Regions from separate parts of the Mus musculus genome. Here regions 2, 3 and 4 are each linked to region 1. A link is a contact called in public HiChIP or PLAC-seq and promoter capture Hi-C data. All regions are on one chromosome and are shown on one strand. Each heading gives the region's core, a stretch centred on a gene start, on an enhancer-like site or on the middle of the called end of the contact. The rest is flanking DNA. Distances are from core to core; before and after follow the strand shown.

Evidence for each region. Promoter capture Hi-C pulls out the DNA fragments that hold promoters and counts their contacts. HiChIP or PLAC-seq counts read pairs in DNA pulled down with a chosen protein or histone mark.
Region 2: a promoter capture Hi-C map of embryonic stem cells shows a contact between it and region 1, with 9 times the contacts expected there. The contact joins the enhancer-like site here to the promoter of Zkscan14 in region 1. A contact is called at or near these places in 7 of 39 promoter capture datasets (cranial neural crest, embryonic stem cells, frontonasal cranial neural crest and 2 more), 4 of 115 datasets of contacts at active chromatin or transcription factors (astrocytes and embryonic stem cells) and 1 of 9 other capture datasets (embryonic stem cells).
Region 3: an H3K27ac HiChIP or PLAC-seq map of embryonic stem cells shows a contact between it and region 1, with 7 times the contacts expected there. The contact joins the promoter of Wasf3 here to the promoter of Zkscan14 in region 1. A contact is called at or near these places in 7 of 39 promoter capture datasets (cranial neural crest, embryonic stem cells, frontonasal cranial neural crest and 3 more), 1 of 484 Hi-C or Micro-C datasets (embryonic stem cells) and 3 of 115 datasets of contacts at active chromatin or transcription factors (astrocytes and embryonic stem cells).
Region 4: a contact with region 1 is called in an H3K4me3 HiChIP or PLAC-seq map of embryonic forebrain, with 8 times the contacts expected there. The contact joins the promoter of 1700041I07Rik here to the promoter of Zkscan14 in region 1. A contact is called at or near these places in 4 of 39 promoter capture datasets (cranial neural crest, embryonic stem cells, frontonasal cranial neural crest and 1 more) and 2 of 115 datasets of contacts at active chromatin or transcription factors (embryonic forebrain and large pre-B cells).

What each region holds. Positions count from the first base shown.
Region 1 is chr5:145,200,445-145,203,233 of GRCm38.p6, reverse strand. It overlaps Zkscan14 (zinc finger with KRAB and SCAN domains 14), which reads left to right and starts at 1,352. Exons shown (of 3, transcript NM_023322.2): 1 at 1,352-1,954. The coding sequence starts at 1,559.
Region 2 is chr5:146,403,193-146,406,348 of GRCm38.p6, reverse strand. The region is part of intron 1 of Wasf3 (WAS protein family, member 3); the gene reads right to left. Among named protein-coding and RNA genes, the nearest start is that of Wasf3, 20 kb to the right of the region's middle. Within about 2 kb of position 1,633, at least 5 of the 459 cell types and tissues checked have an H3K27ac peak or open chromatin away from gene starts, as enhancers often do. A contact at or near this core is called in embryonic stem cells, where this site is marked.
Region 3 is chr5:146,383,602-146,386,532 of GRCm38.p6, reverse strand. Wasf3 (WAS protein family, member 3) reads right to left here and starts at 1,527. Exons shown (of 10, transcript NM_145155.3): 1 at 1,195-1,527.
Region 4 is chr5:146,794,361-146,797,110 of GRCm38.p6, reverse strand. 1700041I07Rik (a long non-coding RNA gene) reads right to left here and starts at 1,286. Exons shown (of 2, transcript XR_377208.4): 1 at 989-1,286. It overlaps Usp12 (ubiquitin specific peptidase 12), which reads left to right and starts at 2,155. Exons shown (of 9, transcript NM_011669.3): 1 at 2,155-2,496. The coding sequence starts at 2,449.

The DNA.
Region 1 (2,789 bases), core at 103-2,602:
CCTGTTGTCACACTTCAGGGGCCCACCAAAACAGACTACCGTGGAATTGCAACCCCTGCCATCAGTGGAAGACCTAGTTACAGAACTAAGGTCACAACACTGGGGGCGGAGGGAAGGGCATCTCTCAAATCCACGACTGAAGCAAACTGTATTTTGAGGTGTACCCGGGACTGTCTAGCGGGCCATCTCACTCTAAATCACTCCTGTGGTTCACAACCTTCAGTAATTCTAGTTCTAGGGTATCCGATGCCCTCTTTCTGGCCTCTGGCTGGCCCGGAACTCTCGTAGGCCAGGCTTCCCTAGAACTCACAGAGACCCGCCTGCCTCTACCTTCTGAGTTCTGAAATTAAAGGTGTGTGCCACTAATGCACTTCAAATTATTTGTTTGTTTTTTCAGGCAGGGTTTCTCTATGTAACCCTGGCTACCCTAGAATTTCTCTCTAGACCAGGCTGGCCTCAAACTGAGAGATTTTCCTGCCTCTGCCTCCTGAGTGATGGAGTTTTTTGTTTTTTAACGTGTACAGTGTCTTGCCTGAATTATATCTATGCATCACAAGTGTGCCTACTGGCCACAGGATGCCAGAAGAGGGCAGTCAGATCTCTTGGGATTAGAGTAAGTGTGCTTGTTCCTGTGGTGTCAGAACTAAACTCTGGTTCTCTGGGGTGTTTTTGGTTTTGGTTTAACGTGATTTATTTATTTTACCTGTCTGTTGTGGCACAAGGTTTTAAATCCAGAACTGGGGAGGCAGAGGCAGGCAGATCTCTGTGAGTTCGAGGCCAGTCTAGTTCCCAGAGCTAGTTTCCATAGCCGGGACTATACAAAAAAACCCTGTCTCAAAGAGTCAAAAACAATTTTTAAGTAATTAAAAGAAAAATATACATGTGTATATAGATAGATAGATGTAGATATAGATATAGTTTTACTTTATTTATGGCTGTTTGACCTGCACCATGTTGTGGGAGCCAGTAATTAAACCTAGATCCTCTAAAAGAGCAGCCTGTGTCTTTAACCGCTGAACCATCTCACCAATCCATCTTTTTTTTAAAATTTATTTATTTATATTTATTTTTTTCAAGACAATTTTTTTCTCTGTGTAGGACCCCCTATCTATCTAATCCATCCATCCATCCATCCATCCATCCATCCATCCATCCATCCATCCATCCATCCATCCATCCATCCATCCATCCATCCATCCATCCAATCTGTCATGACTGTCATGACGTGGCCTGCGGCCCCTTTAGTAAAATAAGAAAGGCGAACCATAGAGATGCATCTTAGTCCTCCAGGGCGCTTAGAAAGACCTTACGCAGGCGAGGCCTCTTCCCAGAGGCGGGGTTAATTACGCACTTCCGCTTCGGTTTGTTTTTCTGTCACCTGCCGAAATGAGAACTGAGAAGACCGGGTTCGCGTGTGTGCTGTGTCCGTAGTGGCCTTTTCTGGGCCTCGTTTTTGGAAGAGGGTAGCACTCCGCCTCGGTTTCAGAAAAGGTCCGTGAAGTCATTGGGCTTTGCTCTTCTAGAAAACAAGCTCGACCTGGACGGTCCAGAGGCTCCAATGGCTGCAGGCTCTGGGGTCGTCCCGCCACCTCTCGGTGCTGGGCTTTGTACGGTGAAGGTGGAGGAGGACTCTCCGGGGAATCAGGAGTCCTCCGGTTCCGGAGATTGGCAGAACCCCGAAACTTCTCGAAAACAATTCAGGCAGTTGCGCTACCAGGAAGTGGCCGGCCCTGAGGAGGCGCTGAGCCGACTTTGGGAGCTCTGTCGGAGGTGGCTGAGGCCCGAGCTGCTCTCCAAGGAGCAGATCATGGAGCTGTTGGTGCTGGAGCAATTCCTCACCATCCTGCCCCAGGAGCTCCAGGCCTACGTGCGGGACCACAGCCCTGAAAGTGGGGAGGAGGCTGCGGCCTTGGCGCGGACTCTGCAAAGAGCACTGGATCGGGCCTCTCCGCAGGTGAGACTCGAGTGGACTCTGCATGGCACCAGAGAGATGGCTTAGTGTTTAAGACCCTGAGCTGCTCTTCCAGAGAATGAACTCAGTTCCCAGGACCCCATATAGAGGGGGCTCACAACCATCTGTAGCTCTAGCTTCAAGTGATCTGATGCCATGTTCTAGGCATCTGCATTAACGTGCCCGCGTGCCCAGTCGTGATGATTCAGAGAATACAGCCTGGTTGTCTACACACACACACTTTGAATGAGAATGGCCCCTATATTTGAATATGTTAGGTCCATGAGAAGGCACCTTGGAAAAAATAAATACTCTTGATACTTATTACTGGTTTTGAGATACAGTTTGATTTTTTTTTTTCTTAAAGGTAGAGTCTCACTGTGTGTCCCTATCTGACTTGAACTCATTATATATTATACCAGACTGACCTTTAACTCACAGAGATCCACTTTTACTGTACCTCCAAAGTTCAGGGATTAAAGGTGTGGACCATCATTCCTAGCTTAATTGAAACAGAGCTCGCGTGTGCCTTTTAGAATACAATCTACAATCATTGTCAGTGTAAAAAGTCTAGTTTCTTTTTATTTTTGTTTCCTGTGTGTGACTATGTGTATGAGTGTATGCCACACGTGTAGGGGTGATCAAGGAGCACAGAACAAGGTAGTAGACCCCTGGAACTGGAATCACGTGCTGTTGTATGTTGCCTAATGTGGGTACTGGGCACGTAACACAGGTCAGTCTTCTAGAGAAACAGGAAGCACTCTTCTGATTCATCTCTCCTGCTCGTGAAAAGCTAATCTCAAAATATTCTTTAGATCCTCCCCACAAAATGCCATTT
Region 2 (3,156 bases), core at 384-2,883, 1.2 Mb before region 1:
CACAGGATCCAGCACCCTCTTCTGGCCACTGTGTGTACTGCATGCACATGATGCACATACATACCACATGCAAACAAAAATACCCACACATTTAAAATAAAAACAAACAAAACTGAAAAAAAAAAACTGAGTGAAAACAAGCCAATCATAAGACTAACAAAATGTAAAAAAACATTTCACTAAAGAATATATATATATATATATATATATATATATGTGGATGGCAAATGAACAGCTTTAATGACAGTGACCATGACTAGCCACAGGAAAGTGCAAAAACCAAAATGAGATTAACATTATACATACGATGGAACATTTGCAATAAAACATTGACAACAATACGTGCTGATGAGAATCCAAAAACAATGGACTACTCACTCTTCTGGCGTGAGTGGAAACAGCACAGTCAGCCTAGGAAATAATTCAGTCAGGTCACACAAAACCAAATATCTACTTACTGCTCACAGGCTTAGCGATCATGCCCAAGGGTGTTCATCCCAGGGAAACAAATATTTGTAATTACACAAAAACCTTATGTGAAGGTTGGTTTCAGCTTTACTGCTAATACCAAAAGGCTATTTGGATGAACAGTTAGACAGGCCATATAATGAAATACATACTAGCCAGCAATTATATATATATATATATATATATATATATATATATACACACACACAAAATGGATATAACCACCTCAAGAGACCTGAAGGGTGTTTTGTTTCATGTTAAAGAGAACATGAAACATATTTGAGACTGGAGAGATGGCTCAGCAGCTAATATATTATACAAATTATGAAGGATGTCATCCTTGGAGAGCCTTGGCAAAAACTAGATGGAAGAGTATAAATACGAGGAGGGGGCAATTTTCTGTGAGAATATAATTATTGTAAAATAAAAGTGTTGTTGTTGTTGTTGTTTAGAAGAAGGCAAAATAAGACATTTTCTGGTCAACCAAAACTGAGCAGACCCACAGTACAAATGAAAACCCTGGGCATCTGCCGAGGAAGGAAGCCACAGGCAAGTCAGGATCTCAGAGCACCGCGAGTTCCCGTCACCAGTTCAATGAACACTGCTAGACAGCTCCTCCCCAGGGGTCTCCATGGTAGCGGAATCTCGGATAGGGACAGTCAGTCAAGGCATCTGGGCCACGCTCTGCACGACCATCACCAAAGGCTCAGTGAAGGATTCATGGTGGGCTGGGCGTGCAGAATGGAATCTGAGATGAATGTCATCAATAGTGAACGACAGTGTCAGGTGCAGAACCATGAATGTATAAAGAAGACAGGCGAGGGAGGGGCAAAGGGCTCCAGACACCCAGGAGGGAAGAGAGCAACATGTGGTTGCTGAGATTTGAACTCAGGACCTTTGGAAGAGCAGTCAGTGCTCTTAACCTCTGAGCCATCTCTCCAGCCCATAGGACTCAGATTTCAATGCAGTCTCCCCTGGAATGTTCTTCCCTAACCCGCATCCCACTTCCTTCATGGCACTGCTTAAACACTACCTGCTCTGACACCCCCCCACCCCATCCCCACCCCACCCCGTCCCCACTTCCACACCCCCCACACACACACACACCGCAATGAAAACTGTCTCAGGAGAATGTCCCTCTTCCTCTGTTGCCACCTGTGAGCTTCCTCTCTGCAGTGCCTCCTCTGCCTGGTTCTCCCATGAGACTTCCCCCTCTGACTGCTGAGCAGGGTGGGATGGGGCGGGAACTTGTTAATATGTTGCTCAGTCACATGTCTCCAGTGCTCACTAACTAGTTGCTTAAAAATAAAAGTGGAAAACATATCTGGCATTTCATTCTATTTTCTAGGAACCTAGAGACCTGCCTTAAAAGAGCAAAACTAGCCCTCATCTCTGCAGGTTTGTCTCTGCAGATCCTACAGTGGCTGCTCAGACATATGCAGAGGGAAAGCCACACTCTACTGAGCATACACTGACAAGCATACACTGACAAGCCAGTCTAACGAATCATTAAGGTAATCCTCTTTATTCTTACCATTCAGCAACACCCCAAAGAGCAAGACATCTCACAAATGCATCTGCTGTAGATGCCACAGCAAGCCAGATCTTTCCACCATAGTAGGAGATTGTCCATACAAGTCACTTTCTGCAGCGCACAGTGGTCCCTTTCTTCTGAGTGCTATTTGTGGTGAAATTTGACACTTATCAATCAAGACATTTCCCAACAGAACACCAGGTCAGGGACCACCACGTGGTGGTTTAAATAAGAATGCCCCCCATCAGCTCCTGGTTCCCAGCTGGTGGTACTCTTTGGGGAGGTTTAAAAGAGTGGCCTTGCTGGAGGAAGTATGTCACTGAGCAGGAGAGGGGCTCTGGTTTGCCCTCCCTTGTTTCAAAGCTGGGAGTTGTCAATCCTGAGATTAACCATGATTAGCACTGAAGACCCCAGCAGAACAAATAAGCTATATCCATGCTGCTTTTCCAAACCTGAATCAGTATAGCTCACCCATCTAGTCACAAAGCAAAAAGAAACCAAGTAACCGTCTACCTAACAGGCTATGTCTGTTGTGCCCACAAGTCCGGCACTCCGTGGGGCGGGAGGAGCAGGAAGCTAGCAGTTTCAGGGCAACCTGGACTACAAGACACACTATCTAAACTAACGAACGAACAAACGAACGAAAGAAAGAAAGAAAGAAAGAAAGAGGAAAGAAAGAGAGAGAGAGAGAGAGAGAAAGAAAGAAAGAAAAAAAGAAAGAAAAGGGAAGAAAGAAAGAGAGAGAGAAAGAAAGAAAGAAAGAAAGAAAGAAAGAAAGAAAAGGGAAGAAAGGAAGAAAGAAGAAAAGAAAAGAGAAAAGAAAAGAGAAGAGAAAAAGTCAATACCTGTTGCACATGGTGGTATATACCTTTAATCCCAACATTCAAGAGGCAAACCTCTGTGGATTCCAGTCAGGACTTCTAAATGAGACCCTGTCTCAATAACTAATTAATTAAATTAAATATACACCAACTGATTATTTGGAAAATAGATATTCCAAATAATCCAAGATATTCCAAGAAATAGTCCAGCCTCATGCAATATAAGGAAATGGAAGCCAGAGGCACACAGTACAATACAATGGGCAAATTTGGCTTTATTTTGCTGTAACACATGCTCTGATCAATAAAAACATACAATAGCATCAAGAGCCC
Region 3 (2,931 bases), core at 278-2,777, 1.2 Mb before region 1:
ATGGCAATAAGACTATAAAATATAAGCAAACAGATCCAGCAATGCAAGAAAGCAGTGTCACTGTGCAGATGTAACATTTACAGGCAGATCTAGAGCAAGGTTCTGTTTGGTATACGGGTCCAAGCGGTAAGTCGCCTTTGCAATCCAGTGAGCTTTGAACATCTAAAACAGCACAACTTTCTTAAAATCAACTCAGCGGAGCTTTTAAATTCAGGAAACTGAGCGCTACAAGACAGCTATCCGAACCCTGGGAGAAGGAAGCAGAGAAGACATGATCTTTAACTGCCTTTGGGAAAGGTCAAACCAGCTCGCTCCGGTTTAACCTCTCAAGCAGATGAAAGGACGGACTGAAAAGAGCCACTGCCTGCATTGTCTCGCTGCTTGAATAGGAAAGTTTGGTAAAGCATACACAAAAACAGTCCGTGCCCAGGAGAATTTGCCCTAGACGAGACAGCGAAACAAGTCAAGTACTCTGAACTCGGTTTGCTGTAGAGTCGCAGGTATTTTCGCAGTTTTAGACAAGCCAAACTTTCAAAATGGAAAACATTTCAAATAGTCGGCCTCCCTCCCTTACAAAAACGTGCGTTCAGAATCTTAAAAGTCAAAATGTCATACCCCATTAGGCATTTGAATTTAAGAGCTTCGATGCGAAATAAAAAGGACCCTTTCTAACCTTCGGCTTTTGAAAACTCAAAAAAAAAAAAAATTACTGCTAGGAGATAATCACCATATCAAAACCAGTCCCTAAATGATTTTTAAAAATTCCTATTCCTCTAAACATCAGCCAAGAAGATGACCGGCTACCTTTAACCCCAGGCCTATCCCATAGTTTCTCAATAATTAAGAACTCTGCTCTCCACTGCAGAGAGGCCAAACCAAGAGGGAAAACCGGCATTTGCTGGGAAGTACCAAAGCCAGAGGGGGGAAAGATGAGCTGTCCGGGAGGCTGCGCCATGGACCAGGCCGGGAGCAGCCGGAGCCTCGGTGCACGCGGCCCGCAGGACCCCAGCGCAGGCCAGGCCGCACGCGGGACGGGAGCAATCGGGATGAAGGATGCGCAAGGAGGATGCGGCGCCACCTGCGGCCGGGAGGGACCAGGGCAGGTCGGCAGCCCGAGCGCGGCACCCCCGGAATCCCGCCCCGCGTCCCCCGGAGGTCGGCCCGGAGCCTGGGAAGGACCACAGCCGCACTCACCGCGCCGCGCTCCCGGCTTCATCGTCCTGCCGCCCGCACCGCAGCGCGCAGCGGCGACAGACGCGGCCCCCGGCCCGGCACCGCGCGGCCACGCCCCCTTCACGGCCAGGGGGCTGGATTGGCGAGCTCTGCGGCCAATGGAGAGCCAACGGGAGAGGGCAGCGTAGGCGCTGCGGGGGCGGGGCGTTGCGGAGAAGGCGGCGCATCCTCAGGCCTCCTCCTCCAAGGTGGGTAACCAAGGGGCCTGGGTACCTCCTCTATCTGCAGACCCCTCGGATCCCCACCTGTAGCTTACCCTTCACCTGGATCTTGAGGCCCCTGGTAACACAGGGCTGTCTACCTACCTGTATGTCCTCGGACACGGTGCAGGGCTGGGGATTCACCCAAGCCTGATAGGATTATAGCCCTGTCATCAGTTGGCATTAACCCCTGGAGGTTCAAAAACCCTCCATCTTTTTCATGTTCAGATTCCTCTTCCCTTGGTCTTCACCGTCTCCAAATCCTATTCTCCCCACCTACGAGACACACAGCCTATTAAATAGGGTAGTCTTGAACCACCAACTTATCCTGGTCTCCGGTAGTGCGGGATAACTGAGGCAAAAATAAACAAGACCAGGAGAAAGTGGGGGTTGCGGGGGGGGGGGGGGAGAAGATAGCGTGTTCTCCTAAGTTCCAAAGGAAATGAGCTTTACTGCATCAAAACACGAATGTTACACATGTCCTCTGTCTTTATTTACAAATCGAATCACAAAATAGAAAGCTATATTTAAAAAGCTCAAGAAAACTGATTCGGGTGGTCTTTAAGACGTGATAAACAAGCCAGTAGTAAATGCCTAACAGTTGGTAGACATTTTAGCAGAGTTCACACTGACACAAAGATAGCAGAAAAAAACACGCACCGTTCACAAAATCTGCACTGCTTTCAAGGGATTTTTAGAGCTCTATCCTCGCTTTCCATATCATAGCAATTTGGAATATACAGGTAAACAAGACGTCAGCTCTCCAGTATTATAAACACTGACACGGGGATATATTTATGCCCAGCCCAAAGACAACTTGACATTCAAATTACAACTGCCTCTCCTCCTTTTCGTCTGCTCTTACCCAGGGAAGCAGCTACCATACGTATTTACGTACATTCAGGTCATTGATGGAGGACACAAAAATCTGAAGATACAGGAGTATCCAGACTGCCTTTCTTGTGGTTGCTAGTCACATTTACTGAGTCCTCTCACTTCAGTCCCCCTTGCCTTACCTGAGCTGCCTCTAGACTTACTTAACTCTGAACATGCCGTGACCCTTAATGGTGCGGCTCTGGAGTGTTGACACTTGCTGCATCGGGTCACTTCCTTTTAGATCCCAGTTCCCTGACAAACTCAGTTTATTCTCTGCTTATGTCCAGTGAGATACCTTGTACTGTGTCAAACAGAGTATGTAGTACATATAACTTACTGTTGGTGTCTTTGTTAGGGTGTCATCGCTGTGAAGAGACGCCACGACCAAGGCAACTCTTATAAAAGCAAATGTTTAACTGGGGCTGGATGGCTGTGTCAGAGGTCTAGTCCGTTATCATCATGGCAGGAAGCATGGCAGCATCCCGGCAGACGTGGTGCTAGAAAGGAAGCTGAGAGTTCTACATCTTGATCTGAAGGCAGCCAGGATGAGACTCTGTCTTCTGCAGGCAGCCAGGAGGAGCTCTCTTCAGCCCTGGGTGGAGCTTAAGCATAGGACCTCAAA
Region 4 (2,750 bases), core at 37-2,536, 1.6 Mb before region 1:
CCTTTATAAGAATGTTGCCTTGGTCATGGTGTCTCTTCAGAGCAATGGAAACCCTAAGACAATTTCCAACATAGACTTGAGTTAGAACTATGGCTATTTTGATTGACATCTACTATCTGAACAGCTAGACCACATTATTAATGCAACCAAAGAGGTTGACTCATTGGGAGAGGTAGGGAGAGACGTCAGATTTCAGGGACAGAGCCTGTGCTGTGTGTGTATAGACCCAGGCCCTGCACTCACTAGGGGTGCAATGATGAATGCTATACTTCTTCAATTAGAAAACAAGCCTGGCATGATGGATCTCTGGGGTTATTGGAAGGTTTACGCTTAGAGCATTCAAAGGGTTCCCAGCATCCATCTGGTCTCACAACCTTCTACAACTCCAGTTCCAGGAGGATCTGATGCCTTCTTCTGGCCTCCGCGGACACTGTACGCATGTGAGCAAGCAAAACACCCATACACATAAAGTAAAAATAATAAAGCTTAAAAATGAAACCTTATCCAGCAGACTACCTAGCCTATGACAGGAATTCTGAGGCGGCACACTGACAGCTGGAGGGTTTTATTTGCTCAACATTTTAATTAATTACTCATTGGCTTTTGCTAATTTCTTTTTGACAATTTCATACATGTGCTGTTTATTCTCTTTTATTTATTTTTGAGGCCAGGTCTCCCTGCATAGATCTGGCTGATCTGTAGATTTGCTATTTAGTCCAGGCTGCCCTTGAACTCACAGAGACTCACCTTTCTCTGTTTCCTATGCTGGGATTGTAGGTGCATGTCACAATTCCCTGTGACTGGCTTTTCATTCATTTATTTTTTTGGGGACAAGGACTCAAGTGATCCAGGCTGGTCTTGAACTCATTAAATAGCTGAGGATGACCTTACCATAGTAGGATTAGCACTTCAGCTGAGGATATGAAACCTCAGAACACCTACACAAACACTTCGCCAACTAAGCCATATGTCCAGCTCCCATCCTTACCTTTAAAATATAGATGTTGTACGACCATGCTCTATGCTTGTGGAGTCTAGAGTGGCGAGCAACGCGACAAACATTGCATAGATCTGAACTGGTGTAAACCAGAGTCCAAGCCCCTGCCGTGGTATCTACAGAAAAGCGGGAGGCCTAGCCACTACGAAGGTAGATACCTGGAGAATAAGCAGCTGCCAGAATACTTAGCTGTATTCAGTGGGTGTTCCCCTCCCCCAACGCTTACAATGGAATTGCTATGGAAACAGTATTCATGTACCAGAAATCTGTTTCTCGACTAAATTTTGTTCAAATTCTCGGTCTTTTGAATGCTTTGGACTATGAAGTGAGGCTTATCAGATTTTAGAGCTTTCGTCGGAATTTAGGCCCCAAGTTCCACAGACCCGGTGTGGTGGGGAGTTGGGTGGAAGGCAGAAAAGGTCCTACCCTCAGATCACCAATCAAAACAAATCACAGGCTTTTTAAAGTAGTAATTTATGAAGTTTTATGAATTTTCTGCCGGTAGAAAATAGGAAGCGTTCATCCACTAGCTAACACGGTCTATGTGCTCCTCACACATTGGCTTCGGCTTCTTACTTGGGACATACCACCCTGTTACAAATTCCAAGTTGGTATCCCACTGTTTTTCAGGATTGGCTCCCCTTCCTCTTCTCCCCCACTACTGCTAATTCATAGAGTTAAATCTTGTCTTTTTATCTAATTAGCCTTTTCTTAGGGAATTAGGCCCAGATGATTCACCCCAGAAAAACATCCAAGTGCTTGGGACTCTGGCGGGGTTGCCTTCCAACCCATCCAGTTTCCCAGATATGGTCTCCGTCTTCTGTTTCAACTGACTGTCAGTCGCTCTAAAGGCTGCTTGATGTCACAGACGCCGCAGAGCAAAGGCTCGATCCCCTAAAGACCCGCTCTTGCAAGCTAAGGTAGGTGCTTCACGTCGGCGCTAGGACCCATCTGCAGGAGGAACGCGGCACGGGTCTCGCCCCGCCCCAACGCGCACTGGGTGGAGCCGTCCTCCCCAAGCTCGCCCCCCCCCCGTGGGAGGGCGGGGCACCATGGGCGTGGCACAGCTGCGGTGGGCGTGGCGGCGCCGGAGGCGGGCGGGGCGGAAGGACGCTGCCCGGTCGTCGGGGCGGTAGGGCCTGCGCGGAGCTCTCTCCCCAGCGCGCTGGGCGGGGTGTGCTGTGAGCGGCTTCCCGGGCAGGCGCGGGCCCTGAGGCGGCGGCTGCGCCGTGCGCCGGGGCGGAGCCGGGGGCGGGCGGGCGGCCGGCGGGCGGGGGCTGGGCCGGAGGAAGCCTGAGCGCCCGCGGCGACGACGGCAGCGGCGGCCCAGCAGGCTAGAAGCGTGGGTCGGCGGCGGCTCCGGGTGCGGCCGCGGGCTGCGGAGCGAGCGGGCGGCCCGGCTCCCCGCGTCCCCCGCCCGCCGCGACTGTCTGGAAGATGGCGCCGGGCGGATGGAAATCCTAATGACAGTCTCCAAATTCGCCTCCATCTGTACCATGGTAGGTGCGGCGGCAGCGCGGCCCGGGGGGCCGGTCCCCGCCTTCGAGGCGCCGCCCGCGGGCCTGGTCGTGTGCGGGCGGACCGGGCGCGGGGCCGAGTGGCCGCGGGGAAGGCGTGCTGGACACGGCAGGCGGGGCCGGGACACTGGGGATAGGACCGACCGGGGCTCGGGGTTGGGTCCTGACCACGGGGTCGCAGTTGAGGACGGGGAGCTCTGGGTCTGGGCACCGGGGACTCGGGGACTGTGGCTGGG